Regions from separate parts of the Mus musculus genome. Here region 1 is linked to region 2. The links are chromatin contacts, called in public HiChIP or PLAC-seq maps. All regions are on one chromosome and are shown on one strand. Each heading gives the region's core, a stretch centred on a gene start, on an enhancer-like site or on the middle of the called end of the contact. The rest is flanking DNA. Distances are from core to core; before and after follow the strand shown.

The links. HiChIP or PLAC-seq counts read pairs in DNA pulled down with a chosen protein or histone mark.
Region 1: an HNF4G HiChIP or PLAC-seq map of pancreatic cancer cells shows a contact between it and region 2. The contact joins the promoter of Tmem170b here to the enhancer-like site in region 2. A contact is called at or near these places in 1 of 39 promoter capture datasets (3T3-L1-derived adipocytes), 2 of 115 datasets of contacts at active chromatin or transcription factors (memory CD8 T cells and pancreatic cancer cells) and 1 of 9 other capture datasets (adipose tissue).

The regions. Positions count from the first base shown.
Region 1 is chr13:41,602,181-41,608,877 of GRCm38.p6, reverse strand. It overlaps Tmem170b (transmembrane protein 170B), which reads right to left and starts at 2,996. Exons shown (of 3, transcript NM_001163572.2): 1 at 2,566-2,996. The coding sequence starts at 2,662. It overlaps Gm32184 (a long non-coding RNA gene), which reads left to right and starts at 2,802. Exons shown (of 3, transcript XR_382252.4): 1 at 2,802-3,319.
Region 2 is chr13:40,918,536-40,925,189 of GRCm38.p6, reverse strand. All of the region lies in intron 1 of Gcnt2 (glucosaminyl (N-acetyl) transferase 2, I-branching enzyme), which reads right to left. Among named protein-coding and RNA genes, the nearest start is that of Gm31683, 4.1 kb to the right of the region's middle. Within about 2 kb of position 3,684, at least 118 of the 459 cell types and tissues checked have an H3K27ac peak or open chromatin away from gene starts, as enhancers often do. A contact at or near this core is called in adipose tissue, memory CD8 T cells and pancreatic cancer cells, where this site is marked.

The DNA of each region.
Region 1 (6,697 bases), core at 1,747-4,246, 680 kb before region 2:
CATATCCTCAGGCTGGGACAGATATGTGCCAGGCTAATCTTAAGTATCATAAGACTTACTACCTCTCAGACCTGTCTGCCTTAAGTAGCTATGTGGGGCAGAAAGGATGGGCGTGGAACTGAGGGTGGGGACAGGGACAGGCTCTGGCCCTGCCTCTGATCAACATCGCTCACCACAGGCTGCTAAGAGTGACACAGAGACTCTAGTGCCTGCTCTAGGTTACTGCTTCCAGTTCTCCTCTGTTTACATTTATTCCTATCAAAGGAGCACATACATAAGACTGTTTTCCAAAGGTAGACCCCCTGCTTTTTAGGTAAAATCCTAAGAAAAGAATAATATCACACTTGCTCGTGTGTACAAAGAACAGAAGCAAGAGTTTATTTCCCTTTGATTTGGTATTTAACCCAGGTTCCTAATACCTAGACTTCTGTAATTCCTTCAGCTATAATCCAAGATAGCCTGCCTTGTTTTATACTATGCTTCTTTTTAGTATCTGTTTTACTTGCAAGTTTGCTATGATGCCAAATGTCTTCTGAATTAACAGAAAATGTAAAGATTTTTTTCATGTTAGCTACCAAACATAAGCTTGCTCTCTGCTTCAATGTCTGTAAAGTGAATATAAACAAGCTCTCAAAAACTGTTGAAAATATCAAATAAAGAAAAATGGAAACCAAAATTCAGCACAGAATACAAATGCATTCAGTGGGCACGTGCCTGCCTTCCAAGTCTGGGAGATGATTGTGTACAAAAGTTGCTTCAACACCCCATTGTACTTTAAGGGCACGTTTACTCCAGTGAACTACAACACAGCATCAGGTTTAAATCCTGCATTAGGTATTATTTCACAACCTCACTTTAATAAACATGGATTCAGCACTTATTATGTGCCAGATTATGCTAGGACTCATAATTTAGCAAGACAAAGACCTTACTCTCAAAACACATTCAAGCTAAAAGAGATAAAAATTATAATGTGATTAAAAACAGAAGTAGGTACAAAGAGCAGAAGTAGCAGGATGAAGCAAGAAATTCACCCTGTCTGATGGAGCAGAGGGCAAAGCTGAATGAAGAGCTGTACAGTGGTAACGGGAAGACACTCGGAGGCAGACTGGTTCGGAAGGCCCACTTGCTCACTATCTGGCTTAGGGCAGTTTAATTTGCCTGAATTGCTTTGTGTATATGCTTTGCAGAGTTGGAGTAATACTCAGTAAATGGTGAGCTTATTGTCTCCTCTTAGGAGCTGAATTTGCTTGCTTATTTTGGACAGGCTAAGCAGTACAGGCTAAGCAGTACATGGCACAGCAGACAGCATCTCTTGACTATCAAGCTACATACGAAACAGCTTCAGTGAGCCAAGCTGGTCATTAATACAGGCAATATATATCACTAAGTTTTTAATCATTGTACTTTAATAAACAATTCATGCTTTATAAATGTGAATCTGTGGGCAAATACGAACAAGGTCATAAGTAAAATAAAGGGATCTATCTTGAGATGATCTTTATGTAAATTTAACTTTTCAGAACTATAAAAATGCAACTAAGAAGACGCCTCTGCTGGCTCCAGGGTCTCCTTTACTGGTGTGGTTTTCATAAGTAAGGAATTAAGCAACCTGAAAATTTATCTGGGTGGTACGCAATGCCGTTATATTTTTCTCCTTGAACATATGAACCCTGTATCATGCCAGATTTTGCCTATAAGTATACTACATACTATTAATTTGCTATCACACAGATTTTGAAATAGTAACGTTCAATTGGAGTTAAGACATTTTAAAGAACTGAGTTTTTGTTTGGGGTTTTGGTTGTGGTTTCACAAAAGCAGCTACTCCGGAGTCAAACTGTTGACCCTACTGCTTTCCAGTCAATATTACTCTTTAGACGCTATTTTTAAAACTCGGAACTCAAAAGAGTTTAAGCACTTCCACACTGAGAAAACCAGAAGTTTCTTCACAAGCAAACCTGCATATGAAATCATATTATGTGTACTAATGCTTACTCTGACAACCTGATGCTATAACGTAGCTAAACCCCATTCCCAATCACATTGATTAATGAAGGGAAATACACAGAATTCTCCAATTTCACAAATACAGCAACTTGAAGCCAGGAGACAGCCAGACAAAAGGAAATAGCAGAGAAGACAACTGTTTCGACTGCTCTAGACCTTGGTCCAGCCCCTGACCCCGCTATTATCTACTTAGTCATATCTCTCTCTCTCTCTCAACAAATAAAGGAACGAACGGTCGGTCCACCGTGATCACGGTGAGCAGGCAATAGGAGTACTGCAATTGGTTTGACATCTGTCAGCAAGAAAAAGGGCTAAACCAGGAAAGAAAGACTAAAAAAGATCGAAACTGCAAGAAGCGGTGTATGTGCGTGCGCGCGCGCACGGGGAAAGGCGGGGGGGGGGGGGGGGGTTAATGACAGAAACATGAACTGTGATCCAGTCGGGGCACTGGCGCGACTCGCGCGTGCTCCAGCGGCCCGCACCGGGCCGGGTTTGCGGACGCCCCGAACACCCGTGGAGTGGGTCCCCCACCGCTCCCTCCGCCCGGCGCATTACCCGTGAGGTTCCTCAGCACCGTGCCATGGGCCCAGAGGCTCAGGACCTGCTGCACCGACAGGTTGATCATCGAGTGGTCGGCGCCCTCCGCCCTCATCGTCCCCGCGGGGCGGCAGCGGGGCGCTCCGGGGGGCGCCGCTCGGCGGGTGTCGCAGGCAGCGTCCTCCCCGCCGGGGAGACATCGAGGAGCGCTGGCGGGCGAGGCCTGGGGCCGCGGGAGGGACCGCCGCTCCCGCTCAGGGCCCGCGTCGCGCCGCGGGGGCCCGCCACGCCACGAGGCCCGGGTCACGCCGTGAGGCCCGCGCGGAGCGGCAGCCGGCAGGGGCAGGCCGCGAGACGAGGCTCATCGCGGGGACGCGCGACGAGGCAGCGGCGCCCGGCCGCGGCACCTGCCGCCCGCCTGCCGCTCGGCCTTTGGGTAGCCAACACTCGAGGAGCCGCCCCCTCCGCCCGCGACCGCCCCGGGGCGCGCGCATGCGCGTGTCCGCTCCTCGGCCCCGCCTCCCCGGGGGTGAGCGGCTGCGCACGCGCACTGCCTCCCCCCCGCTCCTCGCGCGCGCGCGCGCGCCGCCCTAGGCACCCGGGAGCTCAGGCTGTCGTCGGCTCCCAGCGTCCGCCCGCAGTGGGGCGGAGGGAGCGCCACCTACGTCACTGGCGCCACCGCTGGGTCTCGCCGCTCATTGGCTGCTCCGAGGGAACAGACTCCAAGCCCCTCGCCCCCTCCTGACTGCGCGCCCCCGGAAACCTGAAACCGGTGAGCTGGGCGGGGATGAGAGAGCTGTGTATAGGTCCCGGGAGCTGCCAGGATTTTTGGAGCCTGCGCTTCGCTGCTCCAGATCCTTCCCTCTCCGTGAGGGCGTCTGCGAGCAACTTTTTGCAAAGGTGTAAATGCTCAAGATTTCATTTGTAGGGTTGTCTGAGAGTGCGTCCAGTGACCTGGATACGCCCCTCCCTTTGCTAAATCTACTAAAACAGAAATAGATCCTCTTTGTCATTTCAGCCAGTCTTCTGGCCGGCCAGCAGTAAAATACGAACTCCCCTTAGCTGCAGGATCTGAAACCACTTATTGACGCAGGGCCCCGTAGGTGTCCGAATGAATCCTCCTGGCCAAGGCTGGCTCTAGCGCTTCTTCCAGATAGGACTCTTTTCATCTAAAATTGTGAATCTCCCCAGCACTTAAACTAACTCAGCTTCGTCTCCCTGTCCTTCAAATCCAAGGTCAGCCTCAGAAGCATCTTAACTCCAGTTATGCTAGTTACAGTCTTCCTTGATGTTTGAAACCTTTTAACTTGAAATTAAAAAAAAAAAAATCGTGTTTGCATAAAAAACGTTAGTGCTCCTCACCCCATCCCCCTCGCCCAATTCCATCTTTTTCCAAATACTCTGCTGCTAAAGTTTACAGAAGGAAGTGAAGAAAGAATAGCTAAGCCAATCAAGTGTTTTTGCCCAGTAACTGAAGATTCGAATTGCCTAAATATTGTTGCTTTTGGTGAGCACCTTAAAAATGACAATAATGTATATGCAGGTTTATATTTATGCATGTTTTTGTTTTGCTCCCACAATATAGAAAAAAGTTTGGGCGTCATTAAGAGGAACCGTACTAAAACCTACTATGGTGTAGGGTTCAATGGCTGAATTAAATGTCAATTCAGGAGTATAGACTATCAGACATAAATGAGTTTAACATCAAATTCATTTTAGATAAAGAAGGGGCTTCATTTCTTTCTTTGTTGTTGTTGTTGTTGTTGTTGTTCTTCTTCTTCTTCTTCTTCTTCTTCTTCTTCTTCTTCTTCTTCTCCTATTTTTTTAAATTCTTCCTGGCAGCCATAGTATATGTCCTATCTTTCTAGTCTGAATTAAAGTTCAGAATGGGAAGTTAACCTCATGGTGCTGCGAAGGGATTTAACATTATTAGGTAACATGAGCACATTCACTGACAGATATAGCCAAGCCTCCGAAGGACATGTTAAACTCTCCTGTCGTCAGCTTACAAAATGAACCAGAAAACCTGCTTAACTAGCCAAAGAAGAGATGTTTGTAACAACCGCAGAAAATCACTCATGCTAATGGAGGGCTGTGGTTGCACCAACTACACAGAGGTCCCTTTTGTATCAGCAACACCCATCCTACTACTAGGCTGCCAGGAAAAACTGCTGCCCTAGGCAGAAGCAGTTGCAGGATCAGCTAGAGTCTATCAAGGGCTGTATAGCAAACAGTACAGGGCAAGCTGTTTGAAGCTCCCTTCCTAAGGCATCCATGGATTGTTCCAGATACTTGGTGCTGGTAGAGCGGCTGCTTGGCTGGCAGTCCTTTTGCTCAAGGCTGACAGAGATACAAGGGAGAGTCAACACCTGCCAAATGGTCAAACTAACCCATCCCCAACATCTTTATTAGTAGATGAATATTGGAAAGAGAGCCCATAATTTAAGAAATTACCATTAACAGTAATGGTGTTCATAATGTGTTTTAGCAGTATGTTGATAGTAGTTAACAGCTGCCTATCGCCTGATGGACAGATAGGCCCTCCTCATCTGCCTCACACACATGAGCCTGCCCACACAAGAGTCTTTACCCCAGCAAATGTTTACTGCTTATGTAACCTCAGGAAGATTATGTAAGGCTTCTAACTCTGTTGTTGTGAGTTTTTGTAACTTTCTTGTGAGTCCCTCTACATCCGTCCAAGGAGAAGCGTTCCCGTCTAAAGGAAAATCCTATACGACGACGTTTGAGGTTGGCTCTATGATTGTTTCCGATACTATCACTGCAACTGATAAAACATTTCGGTTGAGAATCTATTGTCCATTCACTCCAAACAATCTAAGATTCGAACATCCCCACTTCCTCATAACTGTTTCCTGCTTTCCCGATCATAGCGCAGCGGATTGAATATTTTGTCACTCGTAAAACCTAAGTGTCTGGTTCTAGCCCTAGTTTGACTGCATTAGCTAATGTGAACACTTAACTACAATGGGTTAGTAATCACTAAGTTTCAGTTTCACTACTTGTACATCTTAATATTTCCTTATCTACTTCAGTTTTTATATATATTCATGTATTTCATATGTCACTCACTGTAGAGAACATATTACATTATACTTACATTTCATTGCAATATTTCTTGAGTTATTTTGAGGATCAGAGCACTTAACACGTAGGTGTTTACGCATTCAGAATGGAATCTGGATCTATAGATAACATGAGGTGCTAGGGTTTTTTTTGTTTTGTTTTGTTTTGTTTTTTATTGCTGTCACATTTAAATATGGCTACTTTTTGAAACCAGATGAAAATTGCTGCCCTGTAAATATTTCTTCTAAAGAACAAGCAAAAGGAACTTGTGAAGGAGTCTCCTGAAAGGAAAGCATCTACTTATGTTTTCCTACTTTGAAAATTATAACTGGAGTCCTGTGGCTCAAAACTCTTCTAAGAAGGGCCCTCCCTCCCTCCACTGCACCCCAGCTACTCACTGTTCCTCAGCCAAACTCACTTACAGGCCTTTATGAATCATTCCCAATTTCTCACCAGGTGAAGTAACATCAACTCTAGCTGTGAAGAATGAGAAAAAAATCGACATATTTAAACATCATTTTTATTTTTTGTAATTTCCTTCCCTGTCCTGTGAAAAGCGTGGGTCTGACCTCAAAAATGTACAATAGACCTGAATAACATGAACAGCAGCATAGACCGTGCTGTGTACTGACTGCTTGTATCTCTCCAGATTGATGGACCTCCCAAATTATTATGAGGTCTTGACATGGATGGGATTGATGACCCTATTAGAAAAGATGAGAGAGAAGCTTTCTCATCCTTGTAATGCATCAGCAAGATGCTTCTCTGCAAAGGAAAGGTCCCACAATAAACACGGAGTCTGGTGGCACCCTTATGTGCATCTCCCAGCCTCCAGAACGATGGGAAATACATTAAACAACCCGCTTGTAGCATTTGTTTCAGCCAGTCACGCCCCCTAAGGCAGAGACCGCTGCCCACCTAGCAGAGTAGAGGAGCCACGGAGGGGGGGGGGTCATGGAAAAGCTCTAAGTGTCAGTGTGAAGGCTCTGAAATCACAACCGGCAGAAGACCCAGCCTGACAAAACCTCATTGACTGTTTGCTTTGAAAACAAAAGGTTGGGAGCTG
Region 2 (6,654 bases), core at 2,435-4,934:
AAAGTCCATCTCTCTCGGCCCATGGGTGTTATAATTCTCAGCCATGAGGACAGTGGACATGAGCGATTGCATCCTTTGGTCTTCTAGCAACTGCATTCTAAATCTGGGTGGATGCACAGAGAATACAATACACACTCAGAAAAGGACTGGGACTGATCAAGCCACGCCCTCTTAAAGGCCTCTGGACCCTTTCTGTAGAGAGCACATTCTTCGTCTACGCTATTGAATGCTACACCTGGAGGGATGTTTTGTCTTTTAATTTAAACATTAATTTAATGTTTGGGCCCGGTCTTTTCTTAACCTTACACAGTCTTGGTTCTTTCCTAAGTCAGCATTACAGAACATTTTCAAATTAAACCAAGAACAGCCACTGCATAAACCATGGAGCAGCCCAGAATGGTAGTACCAGTAGGGTTGACACAGCTGGGTGTGGGAGAAACTCAAAACAGGTATTGGTGATGCTGAAAGTCGGCGGAAGTGTCGAATGGGTGGCCTGCTGATGCCCTGGCCTTGGCATCAAATGCCACGTGGCCTCAGGTGGCTCCTGAGAACCATATTTTCTAACAAAGTCCCCTGTCCCCTCTGCATTCCATCTGGAACTTTGGAGCTTACTAAGTGTGCCTCGCCCTCCCTCTCCCTACCTCATTGATAGATACAATTTGTCTGCCTGATTAGAACTGATCACCAAGTGGTGTTTCCTTATCACCTCTTCCATATGAAAATGGATCTCCACGGACACAGCTTTCTTCTATTCCCACCTTCAACTGACCTTCCTGAAACTCTATCGCCTCTGAATTTTCTGTGAGCACAGTGACAAGGCTCAGTGTTTGTTGTGCGGCAGTGACAGGAACACAGAGACGGGTGTTGCAGTTCTTGCCCTTAGGGGCCCAAGTGCGGAGGAGATGGTAAAAAGTCAAAGAAGACAGACACATCAGGTCAAGAGGTTCTTGGAGTAACAAGTGAGTCATTTTATAAAGAGACAGGGTTAGGAAGAAGGGTGGGGTCAGGGGTGCAGGTCAAGCTACTGTGAGGGTCATGATCCTGAAGATAAGGGGAAACCGCGGAAGAGCTTCAAGCAGCTGTGGAAGGTATTCACAAGGCCACCTGACCACATTTCACACCTACCACCATTGCACACTGAGATGAAAGTTCCTCTGTCACCCAGCCTCCCAGCACTCTGTACACAGAGATTTTTAAAGGCTTTAAAATAAGTAATTGGCTCTTGAATTTAAAATAGCTACCCACACGTCTGCCTTCTGCCTACCACCTATTTAAGTAATGACTACATTATGGAGAATTTTGTTCCCAAAAGACAGCATGGGGCCTTGTTTTAACAAGGACTGTTTTACTGGTTTTAGTTTTTTTTTTTTTTTTTAAACTGGCTATATTTGTAGTGAGCTTATAAAACATTTATTTGTAGTGTTTCCTATATGGTATTTTGTTAGCAGTATTAGTCCAAAAAAATAAAAATAATTAAACACCCGTGGAAGGAATTGCAAGGTAGCACTAGGTTCTGTAGCTGACGGAACACAATCTTCACAATGCCAAATCTTTGAATAGTTTTTCCTTTGTGTTTTTTAAGTTAAGTTCTTGTGCTGAGAGTTGAAGTGCAGGCTTTGCGTATGATGAGCATGTTCTCTGGTCCCTGAGATACACTACCAGTGATGTGTTTATAAAAAGATAAAGAGATATAAGATATGATCTATGAGGGTGTGGTGAGGTGTGGGGGAAGGGGGTGTCTCAGGGGGCCCATGCCAAGGCATCCCTTTACCCTGAGGGACCCTGAGGACGGTATAGTATAGAACAGAGTTTATTCAGGGCATGGGGAGGGGAGTTAAGAGCGTAATAGAGGCAGAGAAATGCCGAAAGAGAGAGTGGAGAAGTAGAGGTCAGCCATGACCACGTAGAGAGGGGGGGGGGGGGAAGGGAATAGGAAAGGGAGGGGGAAAGGGAAGAGCCCAAGAGTAGAAGAGAGAAGCAAGAGGGAAGCAAGAGTAAGAGGTAAAGAGAGAGGAGGGGCAAGCAGCCCCTCTTATAGTGGGCCAGGCTTACCTGGCTATTGCCGGGTAACCGTGGGGTGGAGTTTTGACAGAATGCTAACAACCAGTCCCTCCTATTTCTTAAAGGCAACTATAAAAATGTATTTTAAAGACTTACTTATTTTATGTATATGGATATTATCTATATGTACATCTATTTACACCCTGGAAGAGATCATCTGATCCCATGAAACTGCAGTAATGGATGGCTGTGAGCCGCCATGTGGGGTCTGGAAACTAACCTTTGAACATGCAGCCAGTGTTTTTAACCACGGAGCCATCTCTCGAGCCCAATATCTTAAAAATCAAAATCAGATATTAAAGGAAAAACAAACAAACAAACAAACAAACCAGCCCCAAGCTTCCTCCCGCACCAAAAAAAAAAAAAAAAAAAAAAAAACCGCAGCAAAGCCAAACAGTGTGAGGGGCTGAGGTGGGAAATGACACGAGCTTCATAAGAAAACCACAGACACTGTTCACCCGTCAGCTCTGCAGACGTGAATACTACGGAGCTGAGTCTTCTGACTTCCGGCTGCATCCTCAGCTCATAGAACAGTGCTTTGGCACAATGAAGAACTGAAGAGACTGTTGACGCCTGAAAACATGGAGTCAATCTAGCTCAGGCCAGTGAGACTGCTTGGCAGGTGAAGGAACTAGCTGCCAGTCAAGACTGACAACTTCTGTCCCATCCTCCCCCACCCCACCCCACCCCACCCCCACCCCCAGGAACACAGAGGGTAGAAAAAGAGAACTAAAGCCAGGCGCAGAGGCTCAAGCACTCCGACAAAGAGATATAAAGGAAGGGAACTCATTACTTGTAAAGATTTCTTTGCCATGCTAGGTGAGAGCGGTGGCCTCGAGCCACCTTCTTTTCTCTCCTCTTTACAAAGATCTCCTGGAGCCAGGATGTAGTCCAGTTGGTCGGAGTGCCTTTCCAACATGCACAAAGCCCTGGCACCTCCTGAAGCAGGCAGAAAATCAGAAGCCTGCAGCCCCAGCCTCTGAGGTGGAGGAAAAAGAACCTAAACTCCAAGGTCGTCCTCAGGCCATCTTGGACTAAATAAAATCGTCTCTAAATAAAAACAGAGGGGTGGGGAAGGGGGAGAGGGAGAGAGAGGGGGAGGGAGGAAAGGTAGAGGGGGGAGAGGGAGGAGAGAGGGGGAGGGGGGACAGAGAGAGGAAGAGGTTTCTGTATTTATTACTGAAAGCATCCTACAAATGCATAGAGACAAAACAAAAAATCCTTCTCCCTAATGAGTGCTCACTGTGTGGATAGTGGTGACTGGGCCAGCTTTGTGCGGTTAGATGACAGTGACCTGCTACCGCTTAAGTCAGTCATTTCCTGTGAAATTCCTGATAGACCCACTTCCTGGCTTCCAATATCTCCTTTCAGAATCATAACCGGTTTGATGGCATTTTGTCCACTGTGGAGGCTGGCGTAGAGATAAGGGGTGGATCGTGAGTGAGAGAGACAGACAGGGAATAGGAATCTCGTATGGAATTGGACAGCTTGGCTCCTGTCTCTTGATCCTCAAAGTCTCTCTCGCAAGAGTGAAGCATGAGGTCAGGGCACACACCACAGTGATGGGGAAGTGACACATGACAGAAGGACATGCTCTATCTCTCTTATTGTCACAGTGATTATGCAATGCACAGTGTCTTGGCCCAGTTGCTGGCTGCACTCCCAGACCCTGAGAATGTCCACTGATGAGACATTCCCCATGTCTACTGTCTGGTTTAGAGAAGAGGAGCCAGACGAAGGCCTGTTAGTGGTGGGGACACAAGGAAGCTGGCACAGTAGTCTGTAGGGACTGGTGGTATTTAATTCCAAAAAGGATACCTTATGACTCTAGTTAACACAGTGACCCTGACACCTGACAAGCTTCATGTGTTTGCAGTCTTCTGACACACACACACACACACACGCACAGACACACACACACACATGCATAGACACACACACACATGCATGCACAGACACACACACACATACGCACAGACACACACACACACGTCCTTGCTAACCTTATTTCACACACATACAGAATGCCTTATATGCTTGCTGCCTTCCAACACATGTACACACACACACATACAAACACACACACACACACACACACACACACACACACACACACACGTCCTTGTTAGTCTCATTTCCAGGTCAGACAGCTTACTTCCACAATCCTCCTCATTTTCCCTAATCCTTTGTCCTTTCTGGGAGAAGATTTCTTTCTGATAGGCAGCAAAGAAGAAAGTTAATTCTTTCTTTTTCCTGCAGTAACAGAAACAGTCGAAACTTCAGACTACTTCAGTCTAGGGCCAGATTCCAGCTTAACCTGGGACCAAGGCTCCATTCTCAAGCACGCGGAGATAAGGAAGACAAACCTAACATCTTGTACAAACTGTACAACAAAAACAATACCAGAGGCCACGAGCAGAATATTTCCATGTGTTCCAAACAGAAATTGGTCGGACTGGCAGGTCAGCCCAGCAAGTATAGGTGCCCACTGCCTGATAACTGAAGCCCAGTGAAGTGAGTTCAATACATGGAACGAGCTCCACAAAGCTATGTTCTGATCTCCATACATACATCATGGGCCTCCATACATACATCATCATAAGCTGACACACAATACAGTTTTTTTTTTAAAAAGAAATGGGTGGAACAGAGCTACTAAGGTACCATAATGAATGTCACTTACTCCTCCTCCTGGAATTCCCTCCTGGGAATCTTTGTGACCTGACATCTTTGTGATCTTGGTGGCATCTCTGAAACTCTCATGGGACAGCCTATATATCTGTTCCCAGCCACCAGGTCCGTCCACTTTCTGCCTCACGGGCGAGTTCTGTGATTACTCTTCTAGTTCAGATATTAGAAATGCTGGACTATCAGAGATCTAAATATGTCTAACTGCTTTGAGTCCACTTTCGGATATGAAGATAGCTTCCAACAGCACTCAAAGGCAAGCCAAAGACAAGGCTGCCACTCCGAAAGAACCTGCAGCTATTCCAGAATGGCAAGCATAGGGCCATTCTTACCTTCAACTGACACCCACAAGCCACACGGTGCAATACTGGAAACCAGTACACTGGGACATTCCCATTGTAGCCCTCGCAACGTATGGGAAGCAGACTTTGGAAAGCAGCCCAGCAAATATAGGTGCCCACTGCCTGATAACAGAAGCCTAGTGATGTGAGTTCAATACATGGAAGGAGCTCCACAAAGCCAGTCCGACCAATTTCTGTTTGGAACACATGGAAATGTTCTGCTCGTGGCCTCTGCTATTGTTTGTGTTGTACTATCAACTGCATACCCTGGCCTCATTTCCACATCACCATAAACCATCAAAAAGACTTTCCCTGAGGTGAAGCGGAAGCACAAGGCTGTAAACAGGAACTGCAAATAAGAAATGATGGAGCTGGGCGTGGTGGCGCACCCCTTTAATCCCAGCACTCGGGAGGCAGAGGCAGGTGGATTTCTGAGTTCGAGACCAGCCTGGTCTACAAAGTGAGTTCCAGGATAGCCAGGGCTATACAGAGAAACCCTGTCTTAAAACCCCGCCCCCCCCCCAAATAAATAGGGTAATCTGAAAGGTGAGGATCCTACTGGGACGTCTCCAGCTGTAAGCACCCCCTGTGTGTCCATCTCTACTCTGCTACCCTCCCCTCTAGGCGACAAAATCTTGGGGCTAGGTTTGTTCAACAGAGATTAACTGAGACATGAGTACCAGAGTGAATCAGAGCGCTGCCTTTGTGAACATCTAAAGAGATTTCCAGGGTGCTAGAAAACAGCCCCGCCCACAATGTTGCATGAAATCTGGTCAACAATTAATTTTATATGTTCTAGAATGCCTTTTTTTTTTTTTTAAATCCATCTCCCAGCTTTGAGGGCTTCAGTCCTTATCCAGTACTATATGACCAGTGTTAATTCCACAGCCGTGCTGGAAACCCAATACTCATCTAATGCGGCAGCTTGTCTAGTCCCCAAGATATTCTTTAGGTCACTGCTTCTTGGATATTTATAAGACTACTGGGGTAGCACAAAACTGTCAGTAAAAGCATCCACACTCGTCATTTTCAGGGACCTAAAATTTTTTTTTCAAGTAATTTAAATGAATCAGTTCTCAGAACTCAGAGTTCTGAGCAATGGGGCCATTGAGATGAATGGACAGATAAACGCCCTTGCCACCCAGGCGGACAGATGCTTTTGAGCCCTTGCACCAGTGTGGTGAAGGAAAAGAATGATTTCCACAAGCTGCCCTGACCTCCACACCCATTTGCAATCTACAAAGAAAGACGGAGTAAACAATTTAAAGAAGAACTGTCAACGACTATTTGACACTGACCTGGAATCCTATTGAGTGTCACCCAAAAATGTTCATCAGGGCTATAGGTATCTTTAGACCACTCTAAGAGAGCAATGGCCCTTTCGTCATTCAGGATAAAGTTGACAAAGTCCCGGGTGAGGGCCACGTAGGCTGTGCCGAAGTAGATGATCAGTTGGTGTGGAGGTGGAGTCTTCAAAATATTTGTTTTATGCATAAAATATCCGTCTTTGCCTTTGCGTTCCTGGTGTACATATTTAGTCCGTACAACTATGTACGCAGGGGGC